Linked DNA regions of Mus musculus: all the other regions are linked to region 2. The links are chromatin contacts, called in public HiChIP or PLAC-seq maps. All regions are on one chromosome and are shown on one strand. The core of a region is the stretch at or near the end of the contact, and the rest is flanking DNA. Distances in the headings are between cores, read along the strand shown.

Region 1 (2,700 bases), core at 66-2,565, 170 kb before region 2:
TAAGTATAAAGACGAATGACATAACAAAGATAGAAACAAGCAAGTGAGTTCAAATGGAACATGATGCAAGCCTACACAGGAGAACTTGGACAGAGGATGAAAAAACAGCAATACAAATGAAAGATTCTGTACTCCAACAGATTCTGAGAGAGGGCAAGGACAGATAGAAATACTGAAAATAAAAAAGACAAAACTTCCAACAAATCTTAGGACACAGTGTGCCCAACAGACCTGATTAACTAGGAGGTAGAAGACCAGTCATTACGGATGTGATTTTCCATACACTACCTTAAAATTTCAATGGAAAATAAATAAGTCATAACTAAGATCACAGTTCCCAATCAGATACTTTAAAGAGACCAAAGAAACATGTGGGGTAAAAGAGACTTAGATATGTAGTAAAGCCATGGGGACATTCAACGTCATTTTAGCATCAACACTTTTACTGTGTAGAAAGAAGCAGACATTCAAACATAAGATGTAAAGATGCTCAAATTAACATGAACAGAAGGAACATCTCCTTGACAGATTGATTCTATGACTTAAGTATATATATGCCTGACCATTGACTCACAGATGATGCTGACACGAAGTTTCTGGTTTCCTTATTTGATCTCTACGTGATGTAAATATAAAGAATAGGAAAGAAATTTCCTATAGATGCACAGTGAAAGAGGTAAGTTTAACATTCAGTCTCACATTTCTGTGTATATGTTTCGTTACTGACAAAGGAATTACACGTGCATCGCTGAGTATTACTGCTGTGTAGACAGAACACCCTTAGCACATTCACCCAGGTACTTACAGAGTATTTTCCAATAGTAAATCTGGATATTTCCAAATAAATTCCTGGATTTCTTTGGGTCCTTCTTCTGTGATAAAAATGGGAATGAATGCACCTAGAATTATGTCTGCCTGCATGTGGGTGCTGGGCTTCCAGAACTCAAAACAGATCTTGCGAGTCATCTCCACTGGTATAAACAAAGATTGCAGGAGCAAGAAAAGACAATTCAAAGGAAAGTACATATTAGAGTCTTTACCACACAGAGACAATGCCCTGTATCTAGGCTGAGCCAAGGAAATTACTGTCTTAGGATATGGAACAGGCTCAGACCACAACAATGTCAGAGAAGACTTTGTGTGCTACAGCTGCTTCCTACTGTTGTTTCAGGCTTTCAGTCTGTGCACAGCCTGTGGTTCTCATGACAGACAAGGACACAGGCAGAAGCAAAATTCAGACAACTGTAAGTAAGTCACAGTGCTGAGATTGTCCTGTAAATGTTACCAGTGTCCCTGAATACGCTGGGTTTTGTGATTTTATTTTCCTCTCATGCATGTGCTCTGGGGATTTCATAACCCTGAGATTCTGCACCTGCATCCTCTATGCTGATGAAAAACATGTTTGGTCCTTCCTTCTTCCCCCACCTTTATGATTTTTTAATGGTCCACAGTGACTTTGGAGAGCACCATTGCCTGAGAGAACATTGTAGGGCATAACATATCAGTTTATTTGTTTTAGACTGCTGTTTTGAAAGATAGTTTGAACAGGTGATTTTTAAAAAGCCACACATAGGCTCCTCAAGGCTTGCACTTAAAATATTTCATACAGTGATTTTCTAAGAGGTTAAAATTGTAATGTCAATTTCTAGTGTCTGCCATTTAGAAGTATAGTAAACTTGTATTTATCTCGACTCCCTGGTCTGTTCTTTTCTCCTTATAGCAGTAAATATAAAGATGTAAAATGAGTAAGGATAGACCAGATCAGTAAACATGATCAGTTAGTTTCCCAGTCATCTATTTATAGAGTTAAGGTTCATAAGTTTTAATGTCATCATCTAGATTCTGTTATTAGTTTATCCTGGTCCAGCCAGTCCCCAATTTCATTTTTAATAAATCACAACTAAATAAATAATACTTCATTTTTATCTTTCTTCCTTTTTCATGTAAGGCCACTTATCAGGAGCGTTCTTGATATAAATTTATGGTGTTATTATATATTACAGATAATTATAATGTAGTTTAGGATATATCTAATGTATATGTGACATATATGACAAAAATTTATGAAAATGTAGGCAATGAATTTTCAAAATAGTGAAGAGAAACACCCTTTGGGAGGAAAGGGGAGACAGAAAGAGGAAGAGAAAGAGATATAATTATCATTCCAAATAAATAAAAAATACACATATAAATAGATGTCTCCTGGGTATTACCTTACAAAATTTTGGTTTTTGGAATCCTTAAAATATATACAGAGTACTTTTTCAAGTGAACAGTATCTGTTTGTCTTAGTCAGGGTTTCTATTCCTGCACAAACATCATGACCAAGAAACAAGTTGGGGAGGAAAGGGTTTATTCGGCTTACATTCCATACTGCTGTTTATCACCAAGGAAGTCAGGACCTGATGCAGAGGCCATGGAGGGATGTTCTTTACTGGCTTGCTTCCCCTGGCTTGCTCAGTCTGCTCTCTTATAGAACCAAGACTACCAGTCCAGAGATGGTTCCACTCACAAGGGGCCTTTCCCCTTTGATCACTAATTGAGAAAATGCCTAACAGTTGTATCTCATGGAGGCATTTCCTTAACTGAAGCTCCTTTCTCTGTGGTAACTCCAGCTGTGTCAAGTTGACACAAAACTAGCCAGTACACTGTTATTATTAATATCTCTTTTGCACATCACCTTAAGTATCTCTTTATATT
Region 2 (2,700 bases), core at 193-2,692:
AAGTCACACACTAGTCACTGGCTAGTGGTGGGGAGAGATATACACATGACCAGGATTAAAAGTCCCCTCCAGAAACATCTGCTAAGCTTCAACCCAAGATGCTTACTGTGATAGTCTGATGCTCAATTCTCAGTTTTTCCACCCCGATACCATAAAGTTCACGTAGAATACACATAATTCTTGTCTTTTTTCCAGCACCTGATGGTCCATATACTAAGAGGTGAGGAAAGTCTCCACACTGCACCTAAGGAAAAAAAGAACAAGACATTATATCTTAGTTAAACTGGGTGAACTAAGTTAAACAAACCACTTTTAAAGTTCCAAGATATTCTGTTTACCATCCAGCTCCAACAGAAAATGTACCAAACTCTGGACACTAATTTAATCTAATTTACATGCACTAAATGCTTAAAAGTAGGCACTCCCTAAGTAAGCTATCTGAAGGGCCCGTTTGAAACTAAGGGATGACAGAAGGCGAACCCAATCTCTGTAACTAAGACAGATGCTTGTCTGGCCCGGGCTCCCCATAATGGTCCTCTTGCTCAGAAGCAGGTGCGCTGATTTCCTTGTAAGTTCACTTGGAAGAGACAGAAGAACTTCACACTAGATCAAGGTTGATCAATGCTATGGAAAAGACAGCAGTAACAGAGTGCCATCAAACGAAAGAGTACTATTAACATGGGGTCTTGATCTTGCCACCGGGAAACTGAACATTAAAGCTTTTGCAAGGAAAACCGGCACGTGTATTAACGAAGCATAATATTCTATTTCAAATTAGTGCATGCATCACGAACCAAAACCAAAACCAAACCTAAAACATATCTTCCACTTCACCCTCGAGTCTTCCAAAAGCTCTCATATGAACGATCGCGGCACTCGTTAAAATAATCTCTCCTTTTCAGAAAAGCCTTAGCTGTGATTCCGCAGTAACTAAGAACAGGGTCCGGGGCACAGTCACCTCTATCAGCTTCCCACCTAAGCTCTCTGTAGCGGGAGAGCCCATCAGGCATTTGCAGTAACACCGAGGCCCGGGCACACCCCCATCCCCGCCCCCTACCGCCGCTGCTTGCTCCTGATTCTCCACTACACTGGCCTTCTTCTGGTCCCCACACCAAGCCATTGAGGTTCCCGGCAGCAAACACACCGCACTTTGAGGAACGCGTCACTCTGACCCCCTCGCTAGCACCGGGGCGCCCGCCTCCTCCCTCCCTCCCTCCCTTCCCTTCCCTTCCCTTCCCTTCCCTTCCCTTCCCTTCCCTTCCCCGGGCTGTGCAGGAAGCTGCTGAGCAGGGCGGCTCACCAGGTTGCGCAGCTGTGCTGCCTGTTCCTTATGATAGTCCAGCCGGGCAAGGGAGCTCGGCCGGTACTTGTCCACCCAGAGGCTCATGACCGCTCCACAGTCGCACCAGCGGACCCGCCGCTTAGACAGTAGAGTTTTCCCGCGAGCGCGAAAGCGTGCGACGTCACTTCCGGCACCCGGCGACTTCCGGATAGGGAGACTGGGCAATCTCAACCGGGAGTGGAGCAGTCGCTGCAGTTCCCACTTCCACCACTGCACCAACAGTCGCTGGATTTACCGGGCAGTGGCTGCCTCTTTGTTCTCACCCTGTAACATTTTAGAAAACATTCGAAGGAATTAAAGATGTATCTCTGACATTCAGGTTCGTCCAATCTGAGTTCTTAGGGAAGGAAATTCCCTCCATTTCATTCTTTCATTTATTCACTGATTCACAACTTCATTCTAATTAGTGCTACATAATCTGTTATCTTTATTAGTAGAACTGCTTTTCTTTAAAATAATAAACAAACTCCAATATTCAATGAGCATTTGCCTACATGCCTCTGTGAACTATATGTTCTGAACTAGGAAAGTAAAGGAAATAGAAAGTAAAGGAAATCAGAAGCGAAAGTACCCAGAAGCATGACAGACAACGTCCAAAGACAGGTAGTTCATGGTGGATCCTAGGGTATATTCTTTTAATCTAAAAGATTGAAAGAATGTGAAGAGAACATAGAAAAAAAAAAAACCTAGGTTTACTTGTTTTCACAAATACAACACACAGATGCCCCCAATAACATTTAGATCCCCAATAACATTTCGGTGTGTGTCCCAGGCAATATTTGCAATGAAATTAATTTTTATCTGAAATTAGATTTTAATTGGTTGCCCTGTATTTTTTAACTTATAACCATACTTGGAATTCTTCAACTTGTGAGACCTGAGGAAGTGGCTGGGAAGGAAGGATAGAGTCCTCAAATCATAGCCAGAGGGCCAAGGCCAGAGACACAGCTCTGATCTGCTCCCTGCAGTAGCTTCAGAAGTTTCTTTCAGACACCTGAAAGCTTGTTGCTATGGTTAATCTTGGTCATCAGCTTGATGAGATTTGGAATCACTATAGAAACTACTATATAGGTATGTTCCTAGGGGCAATGGAGTAGTGCTGCCTCTGGATTCCAGAGTTTGTAAGCAGAGCAAGGCCTCTCACTACACACCAGCACGAAGCAGGGCACTGAGCCCTTAATCTGGACTGAGGTTGAACAAAAGGTATTTGAAGCTTTAGAAACAGCTCTAGCATTGACTCCAGCCCTAAAACTTCCAGATGTCTCAAAACTTTTTCATCTGTTTGTCCATAAAACAAGACAGAAGGGCTTTTAATCCAAATTTTGGGACCATGGAAACACCCTGTGATGTACCTGTCC
Region 3 (2,700 bases), core at 57-2,556, 230 kb before region 2:
TTTGAGGTTCACTAAAAGCCAGGAAGAATAATATTATCCTTTAAAAATCATTGGCTTGTTGCAAGGTACCCCTTAATTTCAGATGTGAAAACAAGAGCCTGAAAACTAAATTAGCTAAAGACACGTTTTCTTATGATCCAGTACAAAATTATTCTGCTTAACAGATACTAAGTTATTGTCACTGTGAAATACTTTGGACTGAGTTGCTTTTACTCTACATTTAAAAAAAAAAAAAAAAAAAAAGATGCCTTAGGAAAAATGGAAGTGCCAGAATCAAGTCCTAAGGATTTTTATTCAGGACACAAACTGAAGCATTCCTAGGTGAAAGAGGCTGTCCCGGACTCACTTCTTAGGGAATCTGGTGGTGGGCGTTGAGGGAGAACATGGGCGGGGAGTTGGAAAGTGTCCAGGCTGCGTTGCATTTGGACAAGTGCTTGTTTTGCTACTCTCTTAAAGGCTCAAGGGTGGGAGAATGCCTTCATACTAGTGACAGAGCTTCAGAGGATAAGGCTGGGCTCTCATGCAGTCGGTGTCAGCATGCCGCCCAGGGTTACAGTGTCCAGAGAGACACTGATGAACGTGTTTGCTGGGACTGTGGGTGAAAGAGGATGCTCACAAGTGGTTCTTACTCTTCCCTTTGAATGGTAGCATTTTATAATTGCATTCAGTCCTAAAGGTCGTGCTCTCCTTTAAGTCAGTATTCACTTAGTTTAGTGAGTGAAGAGTGTTAGAAGAGGAGACAGTTAAAACCAGTCACACTAGGAAGTGAGTTCCAGGGCGTAGATATCCACATAAGCCCAGGCTAAGTCACAACTAGGCACCATCTTTCTCTGGTTACTCCCTATAAGCAACAGTGGAAATCCCACTGGTCCAGTAGTCAGTGTAAGTCAGCAGCCATCTCTAGCCAGTGGCCAGCAGATAAAGAGGTTGGCAAAAGGTGCACAGATGCAGGGAGTGAACAAACCCTTGTAGAAACAAACCAAAACTGACCCCTCTGCACAGGGAGAGTCAACAGCAGGGCAAGCCATAGAGAGTGGCTTCAATTCCCTCCAGGGTCCTTAATCCACATCATATTTCTGTAGCTTCTGCTGCTGCCTGAGCTCAGCTGTTGTGAAGCAGGGCATCTCTGAGAGCACCACTGGGCCTCTGACATGCCCAGCCTACAGCTTTTACCCCATCTGGAACCTTGCCCATGCTCTTTGCCATAGTATGAAAAACATTTTTCACATGGTCCTTTCCCTGAATAGTTCTGACTTGCTAACCATTCCTGGTTACAAAATCTAATCACTGTTCTTTGCATGTATAGAGATTCAAAGATTACTCCTGCCCTGGCAGGCCGACTCATACTGTGCTCGTATTTACCCACAGATGCCTCGGCAATACTTAGTCAAAAGAACTTCCGGCGCGAGACCTCATCTGGGTTGGAAAACATTTAGGTTTCAGTGTTATGAGGGAACCACAGCTTGCCATGCGTTCTTTCAAGCAGTAAAAGACAACTTGGGTCTGGGACTGTGGCACAGGCTTTGCTTGGCATGAGTTCTGACATGCAGCATATCCCACCCAATCCCTGTGTTTCTGACAATGTCACCAACACTCATGCTGAACTTCACTGAGGCATTCTCTACAGCTGCTTTTCTACTGACAGGACGCAGTAAACAATCTTTTTCTCTGTTACAGCTTGTGAAGATAGTCTGTTCCGATCTATCTGGATTTTCATCTTGGTTACAAGTGGATGTATTTTTAAAATTTTAATCTCTGGGTATTTATTAAACATATATATCCAAGGCACTTATAGATTTGCATCTTTTGTTTTGTTTTGTTTGTTTGTTTGTTTGTTTGTTTTTAGACAGGGTTTCTCTGTGTAGCCCTGGCTGTCCTGGAACTCACTCTCTAGACCAGGCTGGCTTGAACTCAGAAATCTGCCTGCCTCTGCCTCCCAAGAGCTGGGATCAAAGGCTTACGCTACCACCCCCTGGCTAGATTTGCATCTTAAGGAAGAATTAAAAATAGAATTTTGTTACAAGTCACCTCACCTCTCCGGAGTTGCTATTCGCACCCCCTGCATGCACTGAGCAGCTCCCCAATAATATCAGAATGGAGCTAATGTGCTATGCAAGTTCAAGTGTTATGTCTATTGCATTTCCTTAATTTACTGTTTTCTACTAGTTTGGCCAGAATTATTTTAATAAAAGCAATTTTAGCCGGGCGTGGTGGCGCACGCCTTTAATTCCAGCACTTGGGGGCAGAGGCAGGCAGATTTCTGAGTTTGAGGCCAGCCTGGTCTACAGAGTGAGTTCCAGGACAGCCAGGGCTACACAGAGAAACCCTGTCTCGAAAAAAAAAGCAATTTTAGCTAATAATAATTATTATTAATATTATAATAAAATCATGATTATCATCTGGTTAAAATTGGATGGTGCCATCTAGTGCCTTTAAAACGTTGGCATTTTTTGGTATAATACTAGAGAATGATTAACAGTTTGGCACTATTATGCCTGCTTTTCTTTTTATTTAAAACTTTAAAAAGATTTACTTACTTCATTTTATATGCATCAGTATTTTGCCTGCATGCATGTCTGTATACCATGTACATACCTGGTGTCAGTAAAGGCAAGAAGAGTGTATCAGTACCCCTGGAACTGGAATTATAGACAGTTGTGAGCCACTACATGGGCGCTGGGAACCAAACCCGGGTCCTCT

Evidence for each region. HiChIP or PLAC-seq counts read pairs in DNA pulled down with a chosen protein or histone mark.
Region 1: a contact with region 2 is called in an H3K4me3 HiChIP or PLAC-seq map of the 230-238 cell line, with 20 read pairs. The contact joins the enhancer-like site here to the promoter of Rfc3 in region 2. A contact is called at or near these places in 6 of 39 promoter capture datasets (the C10 cell line, the HPC-7 cell line, embryonic stem cells and 1 more), 1 of 484 Hi-C or Micro-C datasets (nephron progenitors) and 2 of 115 datasets of contacts at active chromatin or transcription factors (both in the 230-238 cell line).
Region 3: a contact with region 2 is called in an H3K4me3 HiChIP or PLAC-seq map of neural progenitor cells, with 16 read pairs. The contact joins the enhancer-like site here to the promoter of Rfc3 in region 2. A contact is called at or near these places in 3 of 39 promoter capture datasets (3T3-L1-derived adipocytes, embryonic stem cells and liver), 2 of 15 datasets of contacts at CTCF or cohesin (CD8 T cells and the NIH/3T3 cell line), 1 of 484 Hi-C or Micro-C datasets (nephron progenitors), 6 of 115 datasets of contacts at active chromatin or transcription factors (effector CD8 T cells, embryonic stem cells, neural progenitor cells and 1 more) and 3 of 9 other capture datasets (adipose tissue, embryonic stem cells and liver).

The regions. Positions count from the first base shown.
Region 1 is chr5:151,480,971-151,483,670 of GRCm38.p6, forward strand. No RefSeq gene overlaps it. Among named protein-coding and RNA genes, the nearest start is that of Gm36579, 66 kb to the left of the region's middle. Within about 2 kb of position 1,316, at least 1 of the 459 cell types and tissues checked has an H3K27ac peak or open chromatin away from gene starts, as enhancers often do. A contact at or near this core is called in the 230-238 cell line, where this site is marked.
Region 2 is chr5:151,649,766-151,652,465 of GRCm38.p6, forward strand. Rfc3 (replication factor C (activator 1) 3) reads right to left here and starts at 1,443. Exons shown (of 9, transcript NM_027009.2): 1 at 1,301-1,443; 2 at 107-244. The coding sequence starts at 1,387.
Region 3 is chr5:151,421,660-151,424,359 of GRCm38.p6, forward strand. All of the region lies in intron 1 of Gm3704 (predicted gene 3704), which reads left to right. It overlaps Gm36579 (a long non-coding RNA gene), which reads left to right. Exons shown (of 3, transcript XR_003956030.1): 3 at 1,369-1,792. It also overlaps a transcript of Stard13 not described here. Among named protein-coding and RNA genes, the nearest start is that of Gm36579, 6.6 kb to the left of the region's middle. Within about 2 kb of position 1,307, at least 19 of the 459 cell types and tissues checked have an H3K27ac peak or open chromatin away from gene starts, as enhancers often do. A contact at or near this core is called in 3T3-L1-derived adipocytes, adipose tissue and neural progenitor cells, where this site is marked.